Linked DNA regions of Mus musculus: all the other regions are linked to region 1. A link is a contact called in public HiChIP or PLAC-seq, capture Hi-C and promoter capture Hi-C data. All regions are on one chromosome and are shown on one strand. The core of a region is the stretch at or near the end of the contact, and the rest is flanking DNA. Distances in the headings are between cores, read along the strand shown.

What was found. Promoter capture Hi-C pulls out the DNA fragments that hold promoters and counts their contacts. HiChIP or PLAC-seq counts read pairs in DNA pulled down with a chosen protein or histone mark. Capture Hi-C pulls out chosen DNA fragments and counts their contacts.
Region 2: a contact with region 1 is called in an H3K4me3 HiChIP or PLAC-seq map of bone marrow-derived macrophages, with 6 times the contacts expected there. The contact joins the enhancer-like site here to the promoter of Gstm4 in region 1. A contact is called at or near these places in 24 of 39 promoter capture datasets (the 3T3-L1 cell line, 3T3-L1-derived adipocytes, the C10 cell line and 15 more), 2 of 15 datasets of contacts at CTCF or cohesin (the NIH/3T3 cell line and embryonic stem cells), 13 of 484 Hi-C or Micro-C datasets (the BV-2 cell line, the G1E-ER4 cell line, Th1 cells and 8 more), 26 of 115 datasets of contacts at active chromatin or transcription factors (the 230-238 cell line, T-cell acute lymphoblastic leukemia, acute myeloid leukemia and 19 more) and 4 of 9 other capture datasets (adipose tissue, embryonic stem cells, macrophages and 1 more).
Region 3: a contact with region 1 is called in a promoter capture Hi-C map of neural stem cells. The contact joins the promoter of Mybphl here to the promoter of Gstm4 in region 1. A contact is called at or near these places in 3 of 39 promoter capture datasets (embryonic stem cells, neural stem cells and pre-B cells) and 1 of 115 datasets of contacts at active chromatin or transcription factors (pancreatic cancer cells).
Region 4: a capture Hi-C map of macrophages shows a contact between it and region 1, with 2.6 times the contacts expected there. The contact joins the promoter of Csf1 here to the promoter of Gstm4 in region 1. A contact is called at or near these places in 19 of 39 promoter capture datasets (the 3T3-L1 cell line, 3T3-L1-derived adipocytes, the C10 cell line and 13 more), 6 of 484 Hi-C or Micro-C datasets (the AML12 cell line, the C2C12 cell line, the HPC-7 cell line and 3 more), 2 of 115 datasets of contacts at active chromatin or transcription factors (pancreatic cancer cells and stem cell-derived neural progenitor cells) and 1 of 9 other capture datasets (macrophages).

The regions. Positions count from the first base shown.
Region 1 is chr3:108,042,926-108,046,514 of GRCm38.p6, reverse strand. It overlaps Gstm4 (glutathione S-transferase, mu 4), which reads left to right and starts at 1,659. Exons shown (of 8, transcript NM_026764.3): 1 at 1,659-1,878; 2 at 2,087-2,162; 3 at 2,556-2,620; 4 at 2,914-2,995; 5 at 3,091-3,191. The coding sequence starts at 1,843.
Region 2 is chr3:107,679,315-107,682,903 of GRCm38.p6, reverse strand. All of the region lies in intron 1 of Ahcyl1 (S-adenosylhomocysteine hydrolase-like 1), which reads left to right. Gm52629 (a long non-coding RNA gene) reads left to right here. Exons shown (of 2, transcript XR_003954676.1): 1 at 1-2,135; 2 at 2,447-3,589. Among named protein-coding and RNA genes, the nearest start is that of Gm52629, 3.4 kb to the left of the region's middle. Within about 2 kb of position 2,028, at least 87 of the 459 cell types and tissues checked have an H3K27ac peak or open chromatin away from gene starts, as enhancers often do. A contact at or near this core is called in the G1E-ER4 cell line, adipose tissue, astrocytes and 9 more, where this site is marked.
Region 3 is chr3:108,363,016-108,366,604 of GRCm38.p6, reverse strand. It overlaps Mybphl (myosin binding protein H-like), which reads right to left and starts at 1,694. Exons shown (of 9, transcript NM_026831.1): 1 at 1,461-1,694. The coding sequence starts at 1,608.
Region 4 is chr3:107,758,539-107,762,127 of GRCm38.p6, reverse strand. Csf1 (colony stimulating factor 1 (macrophage)) reads left to right here and starts at 1,659. Exons shown (of 9, transcript NM_007778.4): 1 at 1,659-2,103. The coding sequence starts at 2,065. The region is part of intron 1 of Gm40121 (a long non-coding RNA gene); the gene reads right to left.

The sequences.
Region 1 (3,589 bases), core at 410-2,909:
ATAGTGGGACTGGGACAAAAATACATACAGCAAAAATTGGCAGAAGGAACTCTGTGAGTTACAGGGCAGCCTGGGCTACATAGTGAGACCCCTAATCTCAAACACCAAAAATCAAAGAGACAAACACATTGAGAGATATGTAGAAATAGTTCTATGCTTGATAATGAGTAGGGAAGTCAGAAGACAAGCAAGGGAAATGGCAAGTTAAGCAACACAATAAACCAACATGCAAAACACATGCTTTGCCACAGCAGTAGAAAAGTCACTAAGACAAGTACACAATTAAGGATTACAGGTCCATGTGTGATGACACACGCCTTTAATTTCAGCACACAGAGGCAGAGACAGGTGGATCTCCGTGAATTCAAGGCCAGCCTGGTCTATACAGTGAGTTCTAGGACATCTGGGGATATGCAGAGAGTGACACATCCTTGTCTCTGAGAAACAACAATAAAAACCAAACAAAAACTTGCCCCCCCCACCCCCCCAAACCTTCAAAACACCACCATCATCAACCAAAAAACCCAAAAAACAGATTACAGCTGCGTGTTATCTTAGGTCATAGAAGTTTATTACATGGAAAATCCAAGACAAGTATTTCTTCTTACATCATTCTCTTAAAGGAAGGCTAAACAGACAGACAGAGTACATAGTAGAATAGCAAGCTTAAGGGACTTCAAGATGTATTATTAACTCTTGCTGTGAGGTCCAGTGAAAGTCCCAGTCTCTTAGAATGTGAGAATTATTTTTGTCACAATGCATTGCCACAGTACATTCTTAACATTAGTAAGAATTGTAAGTATGGTCACCTGCCACTTTAGCACATTTTAGTTAAAGATGGACCCTATATACTCAGGAAGACTTATAATGGAGCTTAAAATTCTTATTTGGTGATCTTGTAGAAGTCTTAATGTAATAACAAAATGCAGTGAGTGTGTGATGTCTGTTGTACAAAATGAGAGCCCACTTCCCTAAGCCCCCCTCCGCAGACTACAGTCTTTGGACACATACGACAACCAATGTTGTGTGAAGAAACAGTGTGCCTTGCTATGAACAGCAGCTATTGAGAACTCAGACATCTCTCTCTTGATTGCATTTGCTATAAACTAATCCTGAGTTGTCACATGCTGACCCTGTGTACCCTCGGACATTTCAGAAGTCTTAGGTCTGTGTAAGTACACACTAAGACGGTCACTCAATAGAGAAAGCTGCCTCTGTCCTTGGGTAATACAGACATCCTGACCATGTATGAAACTTCAAATTTTCCATTTTCCACCCTTTTTTTGAGTCAGGGGTTTATCTGTGATAGAAATAATCTCTTTGAATTCAGATGAGGAACTTCTGAACAGAAAGACAACATGTTCTCTGCCAGACGGAAAAACATCACCTGGGGACCACTGTCATCAGCAGAGCCCCGCAGAAGTCTGTCTTGTTTGACAGCAGGGTTGAAGTGCTTAATCAGCACTTCCGGGTTGGGGCCTCTCCTAGTGGCCTGACCCTCCCACAGACCGAAGGCAACAGGGTAAGAAGGCAGAGCGGTACGGCAAAGGCAGGGAGTTACTAGAGCTCTGCATCTGCGCACCGGGCTGGACGATTGGGCGGAACTGCAGGCGGGATCGCTTATTACGCTTTCCGGTCTGTTGGGGGCGGAGCTCAGTAATTTGGCTTCTGTAGGTGACTGTCAGGGGAAAAGCTGTAGAGCAGGGTGTGTGTTGCGGGGCAGAGTCTGGAGGGGCAGGATCACGCCGGGCACCAGCCCCGCCCAGGGACCCGAGGGCACTAGGATAAAGTCAAAGTTGCTCACACCGGAGGCCGGTGGACTCAGTCTCAGGCACCAGCATCATGCCTATGACACTGGGTTACTGGGACATCCGTGGGGTGAGCAACCACCTGATGAGTGGGAAGGATTGCAGGGTTAGGAGAAGGCGAGCTGGGGGGTGAGGATGGGGTGGGGCGAGAGGAATCCCTTGCTTGTCTGGCTCAGGGTCTTGCACACATGTCCTTGCTGGTTTGTGCGCCCGTGTATATGCACTTGGAGGAGGTGAAGTCACACAGAAGTCCCCCGCCCCCATTCCTATCTTTTCAGCTAGCTCACGCTATTCGGCTGCTCCTAGAATACACAGGCTCAAGCTATGAAGAGAAGAGATACACCATGGGAGACGGTAATGCTATTTGTCGGTCAGACGTCTCCTGTCCATTGGCGCCTAGCAATTGGTGCCTACATTACATTTCACGCCTCCCGCACTACGGGGCTCCCCCAGATGGACTTAGAATCTGCCTCTTTCAGTAAGCCCCAGAGAGCTGGGCTTGACCTTCCTTCCTCCTGGAAGTGAAGGGGTGGATACCCCTCCTGTTGAAATTAGATCACATTCCTCATCAAGATTTGCCTAAACTTTGTAGGCCCCTCAGTTCCAAGCACTCTTTATTCCTGAAACTTTCAGGGATAAAGGCTCACTGTGTGAGGTTACAGATCCTTGTCTTAGGGGGTTGGGTCCCTGAAATAGGTGTGTTGGACACTGGGCTGATTTCTCTTTATGCAATCTCATCAATCACAGCTCCTGACTATGACCGAAGCCAGTGGCTGAGTGAGAAGTTCAAATTGGGCCTGGACTTTCCCAATGTAGGTAGAGGGGGACGGGGAGGTTTGGGGACGGGGAGGTTTGGGGAAGTCATCTCACCTCCTCACCTGGAAGAGGGGCTTGGAGTCAATGCTTCCTTCTGTTCACTTGCTTCCGTTCCTGGTGGCGTTTCTGAGATGGGCTGTGTCCTAGCTTTTCCATTCAGTGTGCAGTGTGTTCGTAGAGGGCTTCCCATGCTAGCCATGATGAACGGCAGGCCACATGTCAGTCCTAATCCAGAGAAGGAAGGCTGGGACCTCACATCCTGTCTGACCATCCTTTATTGTCCAAGCAGTTGCCTTACTTGATTGATGGGTCACACAAGATCACGCAGAGCAATGCCATCCTGCGCTACATTGCCCGCAAGCACAACCTGTGTGAGTGGGGCGTCAGCAGGGTGGGGTGGGGGACAACCCCCTTGGCTTGGCTGGTGTGAGGTGTTGAAGATGCGTCTGTGCTGTGTGTGCTGCAGGTGGGGAGACAGAGGAAGAGAAGATTCGCGTGGACATTTTGGAGAACCAGGCTATGGATGTCTCCAATCAGCTGGCTCGAGTCTGTTACAGCCCAGACTTTGTGAGTCTCATCTCACTCCCTCCCTGGGCTGGACCAGGCAGCGTTTGGGTCAGGAGTCAGCTCCCTCAGGTTCCCAATCTGCACAGATCTTATTTACCTTTTGAATTTCTTAGCCTCTTACCCTCCAGGATGTTTCATGTGTTGTCATCAGCTGTCCCCATGACACTGAACTATCAAATGAATGCTCTTACTTAGGCCCCACCTATTTTAGGGTGCAGTCCAGACTTCCCAGAGTGGACATTAAGTTCCTAGATAGTGGAGTTGTGTTTTCCAAGTGTTTTCTACCTGTGTCCTCTGCCAGCTAGTTCATATCTTTGCTGGTCACGAAATACAGGAATATCCCATGGATTAGAAAATGAAGTCCAAGATGAGGGACTGTCACAGAACCCTTTCCAGCC
Region 2 (3,589 bases), core at 779-3,278, 360 kb after region 1:
GTTAATCTCAGAGGTTAGAAAGACGGGTCTTCCCATGCACACCTAAGGTTTGCTTTCTTAATGATTTGTTTTCCTAGTGCTTGCTGTTTACCTTTGTGTCTAGTTCTTCACCCTTAGGAGAAAACCTTCCTGAGGAAATTAAAAGCTGTTAGATAGGTATGTGAAATAACAAAGTTAATAAGATGCCTGGCCTAACCTCTAATTTTTGGAGGACCCACATTAAACGATATGGCATAGACGCAAGACATCGTGTCTACTAAACTATTTGAAAAGCTGCTTTAAAATAGCATCTTAAACTGGCCTGAAATTTAATTGGGTTTTAAAGATACAACAAATAGACTTCAGTGTTTGTGTGTGTTATGGTAGCCAGCGTGTTCCTAGAGGAATGGTGAAAGTTCACAGCAAAGCCATCTGTTACTATTACATGGAGAGTTGAAGTACATACACAGATTTTGAGAGAGCTTTAGTTCTTGCATCGATCTTTCATAGGATGAAGTACTTAGTGCTAAGTGAATATGTTGACTAAAAGAATATAATGCACGTTGTATATTGTCCTGATCATTGTCACTTATCCATAGGATCATAGTAGTGTTCTAGTAGGTTTTCATTTTAATTTCCTCTAATTGGATAGAGAGAAGGTAAATTTGAATTAGGTATGGGAAGAGGGGAGGGCAGCTGAGCTATAGTGTGTGTAGATCATATATTTTCAGAAGTAAACTCAACTTTGGGTAGTAAAAAGTATTAAGATCAATTAAACAAATAATTACAGTTATTTTTCTTTTGAAGTTTATAACGTTTTTGGGTTGCCTGTGTTCCCTTTGTCTTGGTAAGTACTGTACCATCTTGTAGATCACTCTGTCACTATACCAACCATAATGAACCCAAATTATTAGGTCAAGCTTTTCCTAATGGGCCTCAGTGTTACAGAGAACTCAGTCCAACCATCATAAGTTGTGCTTTAAAATAGCACACTATACTGATATGTACTATACTGGCCTTCAAATGCAGCAAGTAGACATTGTTTGGATGTGCTCGATGGAAAATGGTCGATGTACCCTATCCTTCCTCAGATATGCTGTTAATCTGAGAGTGGAGCCGAGTTGTACTTGGGGTACTTTGTCTATGTTTCCTTCTTTCTTCCTTGTACTTACTACCTTATGCTAAAGCACCCCAGTGAAAACCTAACAGTTGGAGGAAATCATAACAATAAGAAGTAATACAAACCATGCTTTTGCAATTGTCTTTGGGTTTTCTTTTATCCAAATGACCATATTTTTCCACTTAACTACTGAGTTTAACCCAAACAGAAAGCTGCTATTAGATCTGGTTTCACTAGAAACCAGAAGTTGGTTTTGGCAGCAGTATCCTTATTTACAGCATAAAGGTGAACAGCATGCGAAGATTCTTTCCACCAAGGGAGGAACAGCTGCTAGCTGGAAAGAACCTGTAGAGTTAGACCCCTGGGGGAAACGGGCAGAGCCATGGCATTCAGAAGCAGCTGCTGTGAGACGAGACTCTGCAGCTTGTAGTTCAGGGTAGCAGAGAAGACAAGGATATCATGCATCTGTGTGCTGCTGGACCACCTTACAGACAGCTATCCACTATGCCAGTACTTGAGTTAACACTGCCTACTTCAAATGTGGACAAGATCTATTATTTGAGAGATGGGGTGTTAGGAGCACTGCACATAGTAGTAAGCTACTTGCCATAGTCTACTATTTTTAGATGGGAAAGATTTTGCTAAGCTTTAGACCGCTGATAAGCTTTATTAATACAAGGAGAGATTATGTCTATTAATCTCCGGTTGCTGAAGAAATATTTCTAACTTGCTACAACTGCTTCTCTATGTTTTTTATCTAAAAATCTGCAAGTGTTACTGAAGTGCCTTCCCCCACCTCACTGCAACGTAGGTGGTATCTGGAATCATGCCCAGAACCTTTTGAAAAAAAAAGTAGAAGAAGAAGGGGAGGAGGAGGAGAGGGAATCTAACAGCCAGGAGAAGGGAGCACTTCCGAACAGGCTGCCCATGCCAGCAGCAGGGAACCCTGTGGAGGAAGTGCTGCCTCTGGAGCTGTTACAGCCACTAAGGAACTCTTGACTATATTTTTTTCACTGCCAAAGTAACTGCATATTAGGTTGGAATTCGTTGCTTTGGTCATCTCTCCTTGATTTACATCTTGCCTATTGAAGAAGTGAAAGTGTAATTGGAAATCCTATTTAGAAGGATTTAGTTTTTGTTTGTTTTTCTTTTTGAATGCAGCTATGCATTTGAAGTACTTAAAATTAAATTTTTAACATTTAAAGTAAAATATCTTGGGCTTTATGATGATATTTGTTAATCATATTCTGAAATGATATATGTGGCTCAGCTTGGGTTGTAATTGTCTTTGAAGCTTGACTTAATATTGTACGAGAAAAGAGTTTTAAAGGTTTACTTATTCTGCAGATGTTTATTAAATACCTTCCTGCATGTGTGAGGCCCTGACCTGCTCTGGGGGTATGTAGTTCTTCTTTATGTCTTCAGTGTCTGTTTTCAGACTTAATAAAACAGGCTCTCCCTTTCTGTGTCAGAGTTGCCTGAAGAAGAACTTCCACAGTTAGATGGTGAACCGAGATGAGTTGTAAACACGCAGGTTTCTGTCTCTGATCTATTTGATTCTGTCCTCTGCGTTTGTGCTTAGTGGGAACCATGCTGAATAGGAAGTTCAGGACAAGCCAGTGTCCCCTTGTTTGCTACTTTATGACTGTAGAGTCCTACCAGTTCTGTTTTTCATTTGTTCATTCTAACTGCCGATTGATTCCAGAGCTACAAACCAAAGCTTGGTTCTTAGGCTGCAGTGTCACCCCAGCAGAGACTGTATGTGTTGGGAGAGGAGGATTGTACAGCTGTAGCTAATGTAGAGTCTACTTTTTAAAATGTGTCATTTTGTGTATATGGATGATTTGCCTGTCTGCATGTTTGTGCACAGCATGAGTTCAATACCTTAAGAGAAGGGAGTCGGGTCATCTTAGGCTCAAGTTATAGACAGTTGTGAGCTGCCATATTGGGGCTGGGGATAGAACTCAGGTCCTCTGGGAAAGCATCCAGTGCTTTTAACCACTGAACTATTACCCCAGTTTCTGGTTTCCTCTTTTCTAGCTTGAAAGTGTTGATGACTGGGTCATTTGTATTATGCAGAAAAACTTTTCACCTATGATAGTATACAGTTTCATTGATACTATTTGCTAACAACATAATTTAATAGTTTCTCCATAGGAACCTTTTCAGAGCTCTGAGTCTGAATCCAGGTTCTCAATTTATACTCTTTTTCAGGAATGTGGGTTTTATTTCAAATTTTGTAGAAAGAGGTCATCAGAATTCATGTGAGAGTTCAGTGATTCTCAACCTGTGCATTGAGACCCATTTGCCAAACTTCTGTCTCCAAAATTACTTACATAACGGTATAATTTTATAATTTTATGCTTGGGGGTCACCACAAATGAGGAACTATATTATAGGGTCTAAACAGTAGGAAGGCTCAGAACCACTGGTTTAAGCCATATAATTCCATATTTTTACATATTACTTTGTTTATAAATAATACTGATT
Region 3 (3,589 bases), core at 445-2,944, 320 kb before region 1:
TCTCTGCGGTCTCATCTTAGGATGCTCACAACATCACAACAGCTCTCCTATCTCAATGGCATAAACCCACCAGCTCTCGACATTCAGGCAGCTCCATTAGGATCTTCTTTAGGGCCGGGCGTGGTGGCGCACGCCTTTAATCCCAGCACTCGGGAGGCAGAGGCAGGCGAATTTCTGAGTTCGAGGCCAGCCTGGTCTACAGAGTGAGTTCCAGGACAGCCAGGGCTATAAAGAGAAACCCTGTCTCGAAAAAAAAAAAAAAGAAAAAAAAAAAAAAAAAAAAAAACCAAAGGATCTTCTTTAGGGTAAGGAGTGGACAGTTGTGCTTTTGGGTCCTAGTTGGAGAAAGAACTTGGTTGTCTTGTCATCTCCTTCTTGGAAATATTCCCATGTTGCTTTAGCCTCTTACAGTGCTGATCAGCCATCCTTCTAACTGACCTTCCTGGGAGATGTTTAAAGTCATTTTACAGAGAAGAAACTAAAGTGGAGCAGTTGAATTGATTTGTTCAAGGTCACTGTGCTGTTAGCGTCACTCCCAGAAAGGAGCCTGGGGTGTTGCCTGCCAGCCTACACCGTCTATTTTTCTCCTACCTCTTTCCTTTCCAGGAGTTCATGGACTTCTCCTGTGTGTGGTTTTCAAATCTTCTGCAAAATTAAGGGGTTATAACGCTAGGACTTTGTTGGGCTAAATGTTTAGCACAGCCACAGGGCTGCTAAAGACCATCACAAAGAAGGGAAGAGCTATCTCCCATCTCTCCCCTGGGTTTGCAAACCCACGTATAGTGGAGACACACACAATTGCCCAGGTAAGCTGTGGTGGTGACAGGTGGTACTGGGGCAGGTGGCAGGATGATGGGGCTGGGGTAGGCACCACATACTCTCACCTGGAAACTGGAAATGGAGCGCTTTTCCCTGAAAGGCTCTTCTTCCTCAGAGCTCTGACTTTGAGAGGCCTTGGCCAGTGAGCCAGGGTGGGGTGTTAGGGTAGGCCCTGATGCTGCGGCATGACCCAGGCAGAGGCCGGGTATCATGCTGTCCAAGATGTTCAACCTCCTCATAGCCAACAGTTTTAATCACTCTTTACCTCTACAAATGGCCACTCTCCTCCGTTCCCTTCCCAATGGGTTATTTATTCTACTGGATCCTCCAGGACCTGTGACTGTTTTTGATGGTGAAAATATAAACAGATCACTGCTGGTCACTATAAAGTGCCACAAACACTGACTTCTCAGCTAAAGAATAAAATTACAACAGAGACATTTGAGTAGCAAGGCGCAATTTGAGAGGGAAGTAAGGGCTCCCAGAATATTTCTGCATTATCCTAACTAGAAGTTCCCTAAAGTTATTAAAGCTTATGCACAGGGGTGGGGGCGACCCCTAAGGGTATATTCAGAGCAGTAGGAAGTTCCCCTCTCCCACACCACTCAGCATCCCCACCCTTACAGACTGCCACAGATCACCTTCAATAGAGGGCAGGAGCTGCAGAGAAGGGCTGCCTGCCTCCTGTTGATGTGAAGTCCGGGGTCCTTTAGCATCCGCTGGGTCAGCAGCTGCTTCTACCTGCCGCTGGGAGCATGAGGCTATCTCCAGTGTGGTGGCTGTCTCCATGCCTGGGGTCTAGCTGAAAATTTTCTTTGTTGCTGGTGAGGGAGGGGCTGTGCACCTGCTGTCCAGGCTGGTCTCCCTGGGGTCACAGCCACAGGCTTATGTAAGTGGGCTGGCTTTTCCCCACCCACTACTCCCACTGAAGGGAGAAGTAGGGGCCAGGAGAAGAGGAGGATCAGAGAGCTGCCCAGAATAGCCGCGGGAGGAGGGCTGAGGTGGCCCTGTTATCTTGTGAGTGAGATGACACCCTACAGCATTAGGAGGGAGGGGAGAGTGTGAGCAGAGTATATGAGAGGGACTTCTGGCTTTGAGGGAGGCCTGAGCTGCTGGCATCTCTGCTTCTGACCTCCAGCTCATTCAACAGGGCGTAAGGTCCGAAGAGCAGTGAATTCTCAGGCACACCGTTAGCTCTTGCCACACTTGTTGAACAGTAGGTCATTGAAGAGCTGGTCTCTATACCTTGGCCTTCATGGGGACCTCTGTTTGCTGTCCCAGCCCCAAGGGCAGGGGAGGGTTGGGGAGAAGTGGGGACAGTCAGTCCCCTGTTGCCAGACTAGTTAGTGACACATGAGCTCTGTCATCAGCTTGCTATGTGACTAGTGATACCCCATGATCTCTCGGCCCCTCTGTGTGTGTGTGTACTGGAGTTTTTCTCCCCTCCACCCTGTGTGTGCGTCTGTGTATGCGTGTCTATGTGTACTAGGACACCCCCCCCCGTGTGTGTATATGGTATGTGTGTATGTCTGTGTATGTGTGTATGTGTGTACTAGGAGGACCCCGCCCCCATGTGTGTGAGTGTGTATGGGTGTGTGTGTATTTGTATGGTGTGTGTGTTGTGTGTGTGTACACTCCCATGCACACGCATTGGGGCTTGAACCCGGGGCCTTGTGCTTGCTAGACAAGTCCTCTACTACAATGCCACTGAGCTACACCTAACACCCCCAGCATCTCATAAATTGGGTTTCATTTGTGAGATGGAGATAATAACCATAGGGTTGTTGTGAGGATTAAAAGAGGTAATCTCTGGAAAGTGCTTAGCAGAATGTAGCTGACTAAGTGCTGGATAAATGGAAGCTATTTTTAGGTCAGGCTGGCATTTCCCCCTTTGAAAGCTGTCAATGGCTCTCTTCCTATGAGATAAAGCACAAATGAAGTGCGAGGCAGCCTCACAGGGGAGGAAGCTCCCCAGAGACAGGGATGTGTGACATTTGGCTGTACCATTCAGCCACCAGCTGATGGCTCTGAACCTCAGGTCTGTGTAACTGGGGGTGCTGATGCCAGGACTGTGCCTAGGATCCAAGGGCCAGCCCACAGTCAGCACTGGCTAAACCCGAGTGTCCCCAGCTGACTGCCGTGCTCATCCAGAGCCACTCCACATTGGACCCTCCACCCAAATTGTAGGATTTCTTATCATAGCCCCCCCTTCCTAACTGTATTTATCTAACCATTTTTGCTTTTTAAAAAATGTATATCCATGCATCATGTCCATTCCTGGTGCCAATGAAGGCCAGAGGAGGGAATTGGATCTTCTGGGACAAAGTGAGCCTCCACAGGATGCTTGGAATCAAACTTGGAGCTCTAGCACATATTTGAAGGTCAGAGGACATCTTTCCAAAGTCAGTTCTCTCCTTCCACCATGTGGGTCCCAAGGATTAGACTCAGATAGCCAGGGTTGGTGGCAGTCATCTTGAGCCAATGACCCATCTTATCAGCCCCATATATATACTCCTATATACTCCTCCTTTTTTTTTTGGTTTTTCGAGACAGGGTTTCTCTGTGTAGTCCTGGCTGTTCTGGAACTCACTTTGTAGACCAGGCTGGCCTTGAACTCAGAAATCTGCCTGCCTCTGCCTCCCGAGTGCTGGGATCAAAGGCGTGTACCACCACGCCCGGCTTCCTCCTTATTTCTTCATTCATTCATTCATTCATTCATTCATTTATTCACTTTACATCCTGACTGTTGTCCACCCTCCCACAGTTCCTC
Region 4 (3,589 bases), core at 410-2,909, 280 kb after region 1:
AAGCCTCCCAGCTCAGGGTGCAGGTCAAACGTAATCACTACTCTCACTAGTATTCAGTGGTTCTAAACGTAATTACTACTATCACTAGTATTCAGTGATTCTAAACGTAATCACTACTATCACTAGTATTCAGTGGTTCTAAACGTAATCACTACTCTCACTAGTATTCAGTGGTTCTAAACGTAATCACTACTATCACTAGTATTCAGTGGTTCTAAACGTAATCACTACTATCACTAGTATTCAGTGATTCTAAACGTAATCACTACTATCACTAGTATTCAGTGATTCTAAACGTAATAACTACTATCACTAGTATTCAGTGGTTCTAAACGTAATCACTACTATCACTAGTATTCAGTGATTCTAAACGTAATCACTACTATCACTAGTATTCAGTGGTTCTAAACCTTCTCAATGCTGAGACCTTTCAATACAGTTCCTCATGTTGTGGTGGCGCCCCAACCACAAAATTATTCCATTGCTACTTCACAAGTGTAATTTTGCTACTGTTATGAATCATAATGTAAAGCATATGATATGCAGGATATCTGACTTGTGACCCCCCAAAGAGGTTGCCACCCACAAGTTGAGAACCACCAGTTTAAAATAATGTAGAGAATGAATGAATGAATGAATGAATGCCAACTTAACTGGGAGGAATGGGTTGCGTCCAGTGGGAACACAGAAAGAAGGAATTATCCATCAGCCTGAAGCATCCCAGAAGGCTTTGCAAGACAAGGATAAGATGTGATTATAACCTTAAAAGGTGAGACATTCACCTTAAGATGGATGGGGGAAAGGAAGACTTCATGTCCGAGGAAGCAGCCTGAGCAAAGGTTTATGAGGGACGTTGTTGCTCTGAGCTAGGTAGTGCAAGGAAATGGAGGACACGTGACAAAAGTGCCCCTTTGAGACCAGACCACTCATCTGGGCATGACGGGATTGAAACACATTGAATCAGGATAAATGGAAGGAAGAAAAAGATCCTGACGTTGGCAATATAATTAATAGGCTCCTCTTGATAGGTTAATCTAGATCCATTCTCATGTAAAGACAAAATGTGATTGCACAAATGCATTTCCAACAGAGTTGAGGGAAATCTAGAGTCCAGGCACACCAACCTTTCCACATAAGCTGGGTTTGGCAGCCCAGGAGCAGGGGGCCAGCCAGTGCTTTCAGGTTAAGCACCTGAAGTGTCTCCTGGCAGAGTGCAGAAACACCCAGCTAGTTGTCACAGGACCAAGTCCTTCCTCTCCTACCCAGGTAGCTGGATGCTCCCCACTTCTCCCTACAGCCAGGGGAGAGGATAGTATAGTAGTATAGTAGATTCTTTGAACAATGCATAGGAGGGAGCAAGCCAATCTGCAAACCTGCTGCCCTGGGTTCCATGAGGGACTTGAATGGAGCTGCAGCAGAGAGGCGTTGGTCCATCCCCATTCAAGTCCTGTTCAATGTACTCTGTCCGTTTCCTGCTCAGATTTGAGGATTTTCGGGCCTTGAGGGAAAGTCCCTAGGGGCCAGCATTAGACCGAGAACAATCACACGAGATTGACAAGAGTGGCGAGCACAGAAGGAAAGGCAGTGTCTTGTCCAGAGCTCGAGAAGGGCGGGGGAGGGCGGTGGAGCCCGGGTTACTTTGAGGAGGCTGCACAGCCACAGAGCGACGGGGAAGAGAGCTAGCGGGGACGACCAGGCGGCCCGCTTGGGGGAAGGGAGTCGGCGGCTCAGTGGGCCTCTGGGGTGTAGTATGTGTCAGTGCCTGTGAGTGTGTTTGTGTGTGTGTATGTCTGTGTGTGTCTGGCGGAGAGCCAGGGTGATTTCCCATAAACCACATGCCCCGCCAGCCCGCCCGCTTAAAAGGCTGTGCCGAGGGCTGGCCAGCGAAGCTCGGCCAGGGGAAAGTGAAAGTTTGCCTCGGTGCTCTCGGTGTCGCTGCGGCTCTCTGCATCCCAGGACAGCGGCGTGGCCCTCGACCGGGGCGCGGGCTCTTCAGCCACTAGCGAGCAAGGGAGCGAGCGAACCAGGGCGGCCAACACGCCGTGCCGGGACCCAGCTGCCCGTATGACCGCGCGGGGCGCCGCGGGGCGCTGCCCTTCTTCGGTAAGCTGCAACCGTGGCGCGCGGGGCCCGGGCCGGGCTGGGGCAGGAGCTCTGCAGCAAGCAGCAGGCGGCTCTGCGGGGCCACTTGGAGCGGACAGCCCCTTCTCGCCAGCTGCCCAGGCTTCTCGGCCCTGGGTTCTGGCTTCCTTACTGCTTCTAAGCTACGGCTGAGGCCCGCGGTATTTCAATAGCTGCTCCTGGGGCTGCAGCGCTTTGCGAGGTAAAGAGAAGGCTGCTCATCCCATTGCACGGAGGAGAACACTGAGCTACCCACAGGCTGGAGAGAGAGATGGGGGTCTGGGGGGGGGGGGTATCGCAGGGATTGGCACAGGCCCAATGTCTGCCAGAATGGTCAACCAGGTCTCCAGGTTCCGAGTGACACAAGATCCGAGTGTGGCATCATCCCCAGTAGATATCTTTCTTTGGTTGTTGCACATGTTTTAGGCCCCAGTTGGGAGTGGGCCTTCAGGGTAGGGAAAATTCAGGCTCACTCAGCTTTACACCAGGACCTGTGCTGAGCAACCTGTTGGCAGAGAGAGAGAGAGAGAGAGAGAGAGAGAGAGAGAGATGGGCATGCTGCTACTTGTTCAATGGATGTGTAGGAACTATTAGGGACTTGGGTGGCTCTTTGAGGGGAGCTGGACCCGAATCTTTTCTTGAAGAAAATGAGATGGGGCTATTCTAGACTCTGCGGCTGACTGAGGAAAGAAAGTGCAAGGAGAGTTCAGAGCTGCAGCTGATAATGGGCTGCTCAGAAGCTGTCTCCAGTAATGGCAGCAGATGATAGCATGGCTCTTACAGAGTGAAGGATGGTACTTTCAATCCACAGCAAGTGGGTTTGCTTCAGAAGAGAATGAGAGGGAAAACCTGGAGGGTAGGAACCGAACTTGTGATGGGCAGCGCGTTGCAGGTGTCTGGGAGGAGAGAAAAGTAGAACAGCAGAGAGAGGGGCTCAGTGAGAGGCAGAAGGTGGGGTTAGGAGGAGGGGAAGGGAGGAAGTTATCCCACATGCAACAAGCATAAAGAGAGAAGAGGGAAGAAAAGAAAGACTACAAGGAGACATAAGAGGAAAGAGAGGAGGCCGAGGTTCAGCCAGGCAGTCAGGCCGGGTCTCTGTCTGCAGACTGTACTGATTGGAAAATGGAACATGATGTCTTGAAGTGCTCAGAGACTGCCGCAGTTTCCAGGCTGCTCTCATAGTCAGAGGCTGAGGCAGTGGGTGGGAGGAAGAAGCAAGCCAGGAAGAGCCTGTCCAGCCAGATGCAGGCTAGAGTATTAACCCTTGGGTGTCCATCTGTATCCCTGTCTATGGCAGCATTGGGGTTACAGAGCCAGATCCAGGAGTGGCTGGTCATCTTTGAAGCCAGCAGCTGTGCATTATTTCTGTGCATGCTTGAAATGCCACCAAAAGCCAGGTAGCCCTGAAGTAATGTCTTTATCTTGCTATCTCCAAACATCAATGGCTTGAAATTCCTGGGTTGAGATA